Linked DNA regions of Mus musculus: all the other regions are linked to region 1. The links are chromatin contacts, called in public Hi-C and promoter capture Hi-C maps. All regions are on one chromosome and are shown on one strand. Each heading gives the region's core, a stretch centred on a gene start, on an enhancer-like site or on the middle of the called end of the contact. The rest is flanking DNA. Distances are from core to core; before and after follow the strand shown. Region 1 holds the start of Alox8 (arachidonate 8-lipoxygenase). Region 2 holds the start of Dnah2 (dynein, axonemal, heavy chain 2). Region 3 overlaps Dnah2 (dynein, axonemal, heavy chain 2).

Region 1 (2,673 bases), core at 111-2,610:
GGAATGTGGTGGTAGGGGGTGGGGAGAACTGTGTCATTGCTACTTTGTCTATAACCAGGTCAGCCTAGCATATATTCACCATAACTCTTCTCTGGGTCATCCCACATCAGTCCCCAGGGAGTAGGACATCAAACCTAGGAGCCAACACGAAGGTTTCACCCTTTGATAGTAACAAGAAAGCTGATGTAACACACATACTGAATAATCTTGGTTGCTTCTACCTCTTTGCAAAACTTTCAAATTTTTTAGCAACTTGGAGCCTGAATCCACTGCCCTTTTCCAGCGATCTTCTCTTAGCCTAGGGCTCACACACATCCCTGTGCCATGACTTCCAGGTAGGCACCCATAGGGACCACTATACTTGGATGTCTAATGGGCACAGCAAAGAGGATTTCCCAAATCTGTTGTTTCCCTCAAGGGCAAACTCTGTCACTGTCTTCCTTCTGACATCCCTCTCACTCACTCCAGCTCTGCCTTCCCTTCTCCAGTGATCTCAGGGCCTTTGCACAGACAATTCCCCAACAGTAAAACAGCTTACCTAGACATACCACTTGAAAACATATATTTAGTATTATTCTTGATATCTTATTTGAAATTTCACATATGCACACAATGTACTTGACTATATCTACCCCATCCCCCCTACAGCTCTCCCCGACCTTCCCTCAGGTCCCTCCCAACTTCAGATCCTCCTCCTTTTAATAACACACTGAGTCCAATAATTGGTGCCCATAAACACATACCCTGGGCTCACCTCTCACCACCTCTGGGTCTCTGAGGGCCTTTCTCTCGAGCCAAACTTCTCAGGCTCTCACATCAGCAGTGACTGACATCTTCCCCAGCATTGATTATCCTCTAAACTCTAATACATGCTTAGAGCATTTGAATGTCTTTTCCCCCTTGCACTTGACCTTAGTAAACAGTCAGGCAAAGCTAGAGTATTGCCTGGACCCGCACTGGCAGCATCTAATAGTCCTGGCCAGTGATGGCTCTCAAAATCAGTTATTAAAGAAGTGAAAGCAGCCTTGTGGCGTGGGAAGAGTTAAAGGAATGGGGAAGTGGACCCTCACTCACATTTAAAGCTAAGACAGCATGTAAATAAATTTTACACTTGTACCCCACATTCCAGTTGGGTCTGGAACTCACCCTGTGGACTTCAGTCCACTTCCTGTCTCAGCGCCACCCATTGTGACTCCAGGTTTCAGTGTGTCAACCCACCTACTACTTGTCCTAAATTCTAAGGCTCTTCCTGATGGCAAGGAAGCTGAAGGGGAATTCAGTGGGTAGCGAACACATTTCCCCTTAACCTGGTCTGATGGGCGGGGCATCGCTGAGGTTAAATCACCCTGCCAGGTAGTCCAGCTTGCAGTAGAGAGCTAAACTGGTCAGGAGGATGGCGAAATGCAGGGTGAGAGTATCCACGGGGGAAGCCTGTGGGGCTGGCACATGGGACAAAGTGTCTGTCAGCATCGTGGGAACCCACGGAGAGAGCCCCTTAGTACCTCTGGACCATCTGGGCAAGGAGTTCAGCGCCGGTGCTGTGAGTTTTTGGGGAGCAGGCAATGGCGACTGTGGAGGAAGGCAGCCCAGGGGGACCATCCTCAGCATACTAAACAACCCCTCCTAGGAAGAAGACTTCGAGGTGACGCTTCCCCAGGACGTAGGCACTGTGCTGATGCTGCGAGTCCACAAAGCACCCCCGGAAGTGTCCCTCCCGCTTATGTCTTTCCGTTCTGATGCCTGGTTCTGCCGCTGGTTCGAGCTGGAGTGGCTACCTGGGGCTGCACTCCACTTCCCCTGTTATCAGTGGCTGGAAGGGGCGGGGGAGCTGGTGCTGAGAGAGGGAGCAGGTGAGGGGACTGGGGCTGCGGGAGGCACGCAGCAGTGTGTCGCAGGCTAAGCTTGGGGAGTGGAAACCAGGAAAGGGCAGAGGAGGAAGGAGGGGACTGGCAGAAGCAGGAGGTGGTGGCAATCAGCTTGCAGTGGAAGAAGTGTACCCGGGGTGAGGGGACTGGTGGGTTGACAGCAGTAGGAGGGAGAAAGTCTGAAGCCAGAGATCAAGAGAGGATCCTTTCCATCCACGCCCTCACCCGCAGCAAAGGTGTCCTGGCAAGACCATCACCCTACACTGCAGGATCAGCGCCAGAAGGAGCTTGAGTCCAGGCAGAAGATGTACAGGTGAGGAGGGAGATAGTGACCCCTGCAGGAGGACTCACTTATGGGATGGGAAGGAGCCAAATCAAGGACTAATCCCAGACACAGTAGTGTTGGCATTACTGGGCAACTGAGAGAAAAGCAGATTCGCAGGAGCTCTGACTCTGAATGTGATTGAGCAGAGAGACTGGCTTCTTTCCAAGCCTTTCTGGTGACGCTGGCACCCACTGAAGGTTGAAACCCACTGCTCTAACAACCCTGTCCTGTGGCTTATGCCTTCTCCATCTCTCTCTGTGGTTGTTATTGCTTCCGTTTCTCTTTTCTCTCACTGGTGGGGTTGTTGCTTTCTCCCGTAAATACAGGCAGAACTCCCAGCAATTAAGGGTGACCTTCAAAGCCATTCCTAGACAGTACAGAAACTCTCAGACAGGGATGCTTTCCATCTTATCAGCTCAACATAAAGAGTTAGAGCAGAGAGCTACCTACATACTGAAATTACAGTAGGTGGGAATTTCAAGG
Region 2 (2,673 bases), core at 91-2,590, 350 kb before region 1:
TGTGAGTTTGAGGCCAGTGTAACCTATGAAGCGAAACCCTATTTCAAATACACAACACAATGAAACACATCCAGCGAGGGCGAGCAGAGCAGAACTAAGGGAAACAAGTAGGCTAGGGACCCAGATGCCTAAGCTGCCCTTCCCAACTGTGGAAGGAAGGTCGGTGGAGCTTGGCCATCCTGGGGGCGGAGCTGCAGAAGCACAGGCTTGGCTAGCCTTTGCAGTTTAAGAGATACAACTTTCACCTGTTCAGAGTATGGTCTGTGTTGGGGAGTGTTAGCGATAGGAGAAGGGGTAAGGAGTTGCAGTAGAAATTTCTTTCTTTCTTTCTTTCTTTTTTTTTAAATGTGTGTTTATGTGCGTGTGGTAGGGAGCGTTTGTGCAGGCCGTGGCATGCGCATAGAGGGCAGGGGCCAAGTTGCCAGGGTCTGTTCTACCGCGTGGCTCCACAGGATGGAACATTGCTTCTCAGGCTTTGCAGCAGGTGCCTTAACTCGCTGAGCCAACACACAAGACTGCAATAAAAATATCTGGTGGATAATGTTTGATGTTGCAAACTGAGATTTAAGTTAGAATGAAATGTGGGGCTTCTTCCTAACGGGAAAGTGGGCACCCACAGACTCGGGTCTCCCCCTTCCCAGGAAGATGTTCAAGGTCTGCAGGCAGGCGGGGGAAAGAGATGTGGGGTGGTTCGGAGGCAGGGTACTGGCTTGCCTGGACTTGGGGTGATAAGTAGGGCAAGAAAGAAAGACACAGAATGAATGGCCACTACTGAGTACAAGAGTCACGTATGTGGCAGGGCAGGTGTCCGGAGGGAGTTCAAAACAACCAGGTTCGAGGCAGCTGTGATTCTCATGAGGGAATTGAAGCAGTCCGTTTCCTGGTTCTCTATCAGGAACTTAGGCATCAGCTCCCCCAGTGGCACTGACTGGTGGGGTGGGGGTGCCCACGAGCAGCCTCAGGGGGCAGCAGCTGGTGAGTGGGGAGGAATCTGTGTGCTCAGCAAACAGCAGCCTTCGTGCGCACGGGCTTCCTCCTCCCTCATCAATCAGCCACAGCCAAATGTCCCTGCATTCCCACCACCCCAAGGGGACTGGGGCTGGGCCAGGGTCCCCAGGGGAGTGAGAAGGGGATGGATGTGGGGAGCCGGGGTGGGGCTTCGGTTTCCACCCATTGGCCCGAGTTCTCTTTGGAAGCCCTCAGTTCTTCTTGTCATGGAATGACTCTTTCCTGGCTCATGCCACTGGAGGGGGGTGGCCTCAGCTACAAATCACCTGTGGGGGGGCTGCTGGTGGGGAAAGGGGGCAGAGAGATGAGTCAGGGTTGTTGAAGAATCCACTCTGGTTCTCACGGAACTGGTCCAGGGCAGGGTCAGCAGGGCGGTTGCTGGCACAGAGGCCCCGTCTCCCACACTGATCCCTCTCTCCTAATGGATACTCAGGTCAGCCAGTGGCGGGTAAGACCCTGACCCCTTGAACATCTGTCCTTCCAGCTTCTCCTAGCACCCACCTTATTCCCTGCTTCTCACGAAGATCTAGAGGTATGGCACCCACCTCATCCAAAGTTTGCTATTACCCACGGGGGTTGGAGGGTGGGGGTAGGGGGCTGTGACTTCTAGGTCTTAGCTTCTGGCTCCCTCTCCCTCTCAGCCCTTACACCCCTCAGGGACCCAGGCGTCCTGCCCACTCCCTTTACCATAGCAACCATTCTTCTTGGAGTTGCTTAAGACTTTAATATCATTTCATTAAGTCAGTAAGTTCAGAGAAGGTTGGGAGCACAAAGGGACTAGGACTGGGCCCAAAAGGACCAAGGTAGGGGGGAAGAAGGACCGAGGCCCCTCTTCTCCGTGGAGATGGCTCTGAGAAATCAAATATTGACAGTGGGAGAACAGACCTTATTAAATCTGGGACAGGGGTGTGTGTGGGTGACTGTGGGAATGGCCGGGTGCCTGGGTTCTGAGGGTGATAAGGCTCTGGGAGGAGAGAAACGCCTATAGTTGAGGTGGCCCAGGCTAAGGGACCGATCTCAGGGTACAACTGCTCAGTCCCTTTCCTTTGGGATGTGCTTAGACTTGCTACTCTGGTTGTTTCTCAGCTGTCCCCTACAGCCCCTAGGGACAAGCATCCCATCACAGCTGTGGCTGCGCCCCCCCCCTCCCTTTACCTCCACCTCTGCTGATGAGCTTCAGCGGCGTTTAATCGGATTGAGCAGTAATTAGCAAAGCAAGATGTTTGATTACCTATTTAGCATAATGTGGGGGGCTGGGATCCCTAGGCACAGCCACCGTTGAGAGGGGAGTCAGAAGAGAAAAAGGGTCTATGCAAAGTTCCTTTCCCTGAGGGATTTATGAACCTGCCCTTGAGGATCCCCATCCCAAGCCTCCCCACAAATTTTCAGTCCTTTGGGACTTTTCCCTCGGGATTCTGACCAGTCACATCACCCCTCTTTACCATCTGGCTGGAAGATTACCTATGAGTTCCATCCCAGCCCCGTGTACTGTGCAGCTGTTGGTTTTAGGGTGTGGCGCAGCCTCTTTCCTTCAGTCCCTGCTCTCTCAGCAACAGGAGTCTGGGCTGGGCCAAAGACCACACAAATCAGAGCTCAGAAACTCATCTTCAGGATAATGGCGGCAGCTAGATGTGGCAGCACACCCCCATAATTCCAGCACCCAAG
Region 3 (2,673 bases), core at 113-2,612, 270 kb before region 1:
TGACCCAGAAAAGGTGATGGCAGTGAGACTGACCCCCCTTCCCTCCAGCCTGCACCCCACCGTGCGTGTGCGTGTGCGTGTGCGTGTGCGTGTGCGTGTGTGTGTGTGTGTGTGTGTGTGTGTGTGTAGGGGGTGTGCTGGGGCTGGGCTTGTCCTTGTCTGGCTTGCATACCTATCTGCTTAGGACTTGGTTACCTGCAGGGCCTAGGTTCCCTAACAAAAGAACCCGAACAAACAAGAAAGAGCCTGGTGGAGAAATAGATAGGCCAAGGAGAGGAAATACAAAGCAAACCATCAATGGCCTCTGCTGGGGAGTGGTGGGCATCTCTGCAGACACAGGGACTCTGGGGGTGAGGAGGATAGCCGGTCCCCTCTATGCATTCAGGTCAGCCTGGGCCACCAAGACTCCACCCTGAACAATGATCAGAATTATCCAAGTGAAATTCTAATGAAATGCTATTAAGAAAGGACTATGGCAGACAAAGGGGAGAAGAGATAGGATTTAAAGGAAAATCTAGGTGAGATAACATTCAAACAATTTCAAAAGTCACAGAGAAGAGCATGGAGGGATGAGGTCCTTGCTCACAGCTAAAGGAAATCCCACATAAACGTGGACTAGAACAGTCCTTTAACAGGCTGCCCCTGGGAAATTCTAGATATTGAACAAGAAGACTATTTCAGCTGTTTCCAAGGAGGAAAAGAAAAAAGAGGCAAGAGACTAAAAACAACCACAAACCAGGCTGTTCTGTGTCTCAACAATAATGTTAAGTATGCTAATAATGGAGCAGCCTTCAAAATTCCAGGGGTAAATAATTTCTGACTTCAAATTCTGTCTCATCCAACCTATCTTATAGAAGGCTAGATCAGCTACACTTTCAATTATGCTTATTTCAAACAAACAAAAAGCCTCTAATATGTTCATGAGCCGAGAGAATGTGGCCTCACTAAAGTGTAGGTACAGACTATGAAAAGTTAGCAGAGAAGCAGACACAGGAATACCATTCGTTCAAGAGAAGCTTAAATAAAGCTTCAGGGGTTGGTCAACAGAGAGCCCAAGATGGCAGTCACAGGGTGAGCAGAGAGACAGAAGGCAGTAGGAGGAGATCAAGGCTATCAAGCCTCTTCAGTGCGTGAACCCTTCCTCTATTGATAAATAAAATCCAAAGGCTTCAGGAGTGTGTCTAACAGAGAAATTGATAAGTGATGTGACCATCATTCAGACACTCTTAATTAACTAGCAGAGTTTGGAGTTAGCTTTGTGATAAGGATCTTGAAACCCAGGTAAGCAACAGGCACAGAATCTGTTAGCGCCCTCGGGGCAAACACGCCATCTGGAAGAAAAGTCCCCGCCCTGACGGTAATCCTCGGGAGTGTCTCCTACATGAGACACACCTGAAGCTGAAGGACAAAGGCTTGGGAGTCTCAGGGGAGGAGGTCTGCCAGATCGCTACGCATCCAGAGAGAGCTGGGGAAGCCAAGACAGACAGACAGACAGCACAGCCTTCAAGGCAAAACGCTTTACTGGAAATACAAAGTCACCTCAAGATAAAAAAAAAAAAAAAAAAAAAGGTTCAGATTGTCCAGGAAGATAAAATAGATTGAATTTGGATGTACTTAAGATGCAGACTCAAAAGAACTAAAGCTAAATTGGCTGAGATGTCAGGAGAAATAGATAAACCCATAGAATAGAGGCGGGTTTTAACCTCTTAGTAAGTAAACCAGGCTGACTGAAATTTACGGTCATGGAAGATTTGAACAACACAACGGACAACTTTGAGTTGATTCATAGTTGATTCATAAAGAGCATATAGACACTGAACATGTAAAGGCCATGAGTCTGCCTCAAAAACTTGAAGGCACCCATTCAGCATATGTATTCTGACTACAGTGATAACTACCCTTTTCAGACAAAGCAAGCTTTGCATTTTTATTTATTATTATTATTATTAGTGTGTGTGTGTGTATGTGTGCATGTGAAAGAGTGTGTGTGCATGATCTATGTGTATGGGCATGCCTGCCATAGCACATGTGTGGAGGCTAGAGGGCAGCTTTGTGGAGTTGGCTATGAATGACCAGAGTCAGCACAGGACACAGCAGCAAGACTAAGTTCTCAGCACCACGGGAGATTTATTTGCCCCAGAGGGACAAAGGGCAGGGAATCAGAGACAGATGAGGGTGAGAATGAGGGAGAAGAGAAAAGGAACAAGGGAGAGGGGGAAAGCATAGTTGCTCTGGAAGGACAATGGACTGCCTCTGGATGGAGAGAAGACAGATGCGGCCCCATAGGCAAATGACAGTTTATAAATGGGGGAGAAGAACCCAGTGTTAGGACGAGTTGGTTAATTTTGATTTTGAGGAGTTTGGTTTGGTCAGCACAGCATTCAAGGTGTAGGGGTGTCTCAGATATCTTGCCCAGTATTAGCAGCAGGATGTGGCCTTTTCTTCCAGACTATGCTGAAGCTGGCTGGACCTTGGTGGTCAGCTACCTTTTATATTTACATGGGCTCTGGGGGGGTCAAAACCCCAGATCACCATGCTGGCATAGCAAATGCCCTTGGCCTCGGCACCATCTTGCCATCCCTAAAGCAAACTATAGAAAGATACAACATTAAAAAGTTAAGGAAAGGGGCTGGAGAGATGGCTCAGTGGTTAAAGAGCACTGACTGCTCTTCC

The links. Promoter capture Hi-C pulls out the DNA fragments that hold promoters and counts their contacts. Hi-C and Micro-C count contacts between places; a contact is called where the count stands out from the background.
Region 2: a contact with region 1 is called in a Hi-C map of bone marrow-derived macrophages, with 22 read pairs. The contact joins the promoter of Dnah2 here to the promoter of Alox8 in region 1. A contact is called at or near these places in 17 of 39 promoter capture datasets (the 3T3-L1 cell line, cranial neural crest, embryonic stem cells and 11 more), 1 of 15 datasets of contacts at CTCF or cohesin (large pre-B cells), 3 of 484 Hi-C or Micro-C datasets (bone marrow-derived macrophages, group 2 innate lymphoid cells and uterus), 4 of 115 datasets of contacts at active chromatin or transcription factors (bone marrow-derived macrophages, embryonic basal ganglia, embryonic forebrain and 1 more) and 3 of 9 other capture datasets (adipose tissue, macrophages and pancreatic islet).
Region 3: a contact with region 1 is called in a promoter capture Hi-C map of embryonic stem cells. The contact joins the enhancer-like site here to the promoter of Alox8 in region 1. A contact is called at or near these places in 14 of 39 promoter capture datasets (the C10 cell line, the HPC-7 cell line, cranial neural crest and 9 more), 6 of 484 Hi-C or Micro-C datasets (bone marrow-derived macrophages, cortical glia, group 2 innate lymphoid cells and 2 more), 4 of 115 datasets of contacts at active chromatin or transcription factors (T-cell acute lymphoblastic leukemia, embryonic basal ganglia and embryonic stem cells) and 5 of 9 other capture datasets (adipose tissue, embryonic stem cells, liver and 2 more).

What each region holds. Positions count from the first base shown.
Region 1 is chr11:69,196,530-69,199,202 of GRCm38.p6, reverse strand. It overlaps Alox8 (arachidonate 8-lipoxygenase), which reads left to right and starts at 1,360. Exons shown (of 14, transcript NM_009661.4): 1 at 1,360-1,540; 2 at 1,628-1,850; 3 at 2,097-2,178. The coding sequence starts at 1,394.
Region 2 is chr11:69,547,775-69,550,447 of GRCm38.p6, reverse strand. It overlaps Dnah2 (dynein, axonemal, heavy chain 2), which reads left to right and starts at 1,340. Exons shown (of 86, transcript NM_001081330.1): 1 at 1,340-1,456.
Region 3 is chr11:69,468,165-69,470,837 of GRCm38.p6, reverse strand. All of the region lies in intron 39 of Dnah2 (dynein, axonemal, heavy chain 2), which reads left to right. Among named protein-coding and RNA genes, the nearest start is that of Kdm6b, 53 kb to the right of the region's middle. Within about 2 kb of position 1,362, at least 16 of the 459 cell types and tissues checked have an H3K27ac peak or open chromatin away from gene starts, as enhancers often do. A contact at or near this core is called in embryonic stem cells, where this site is marked.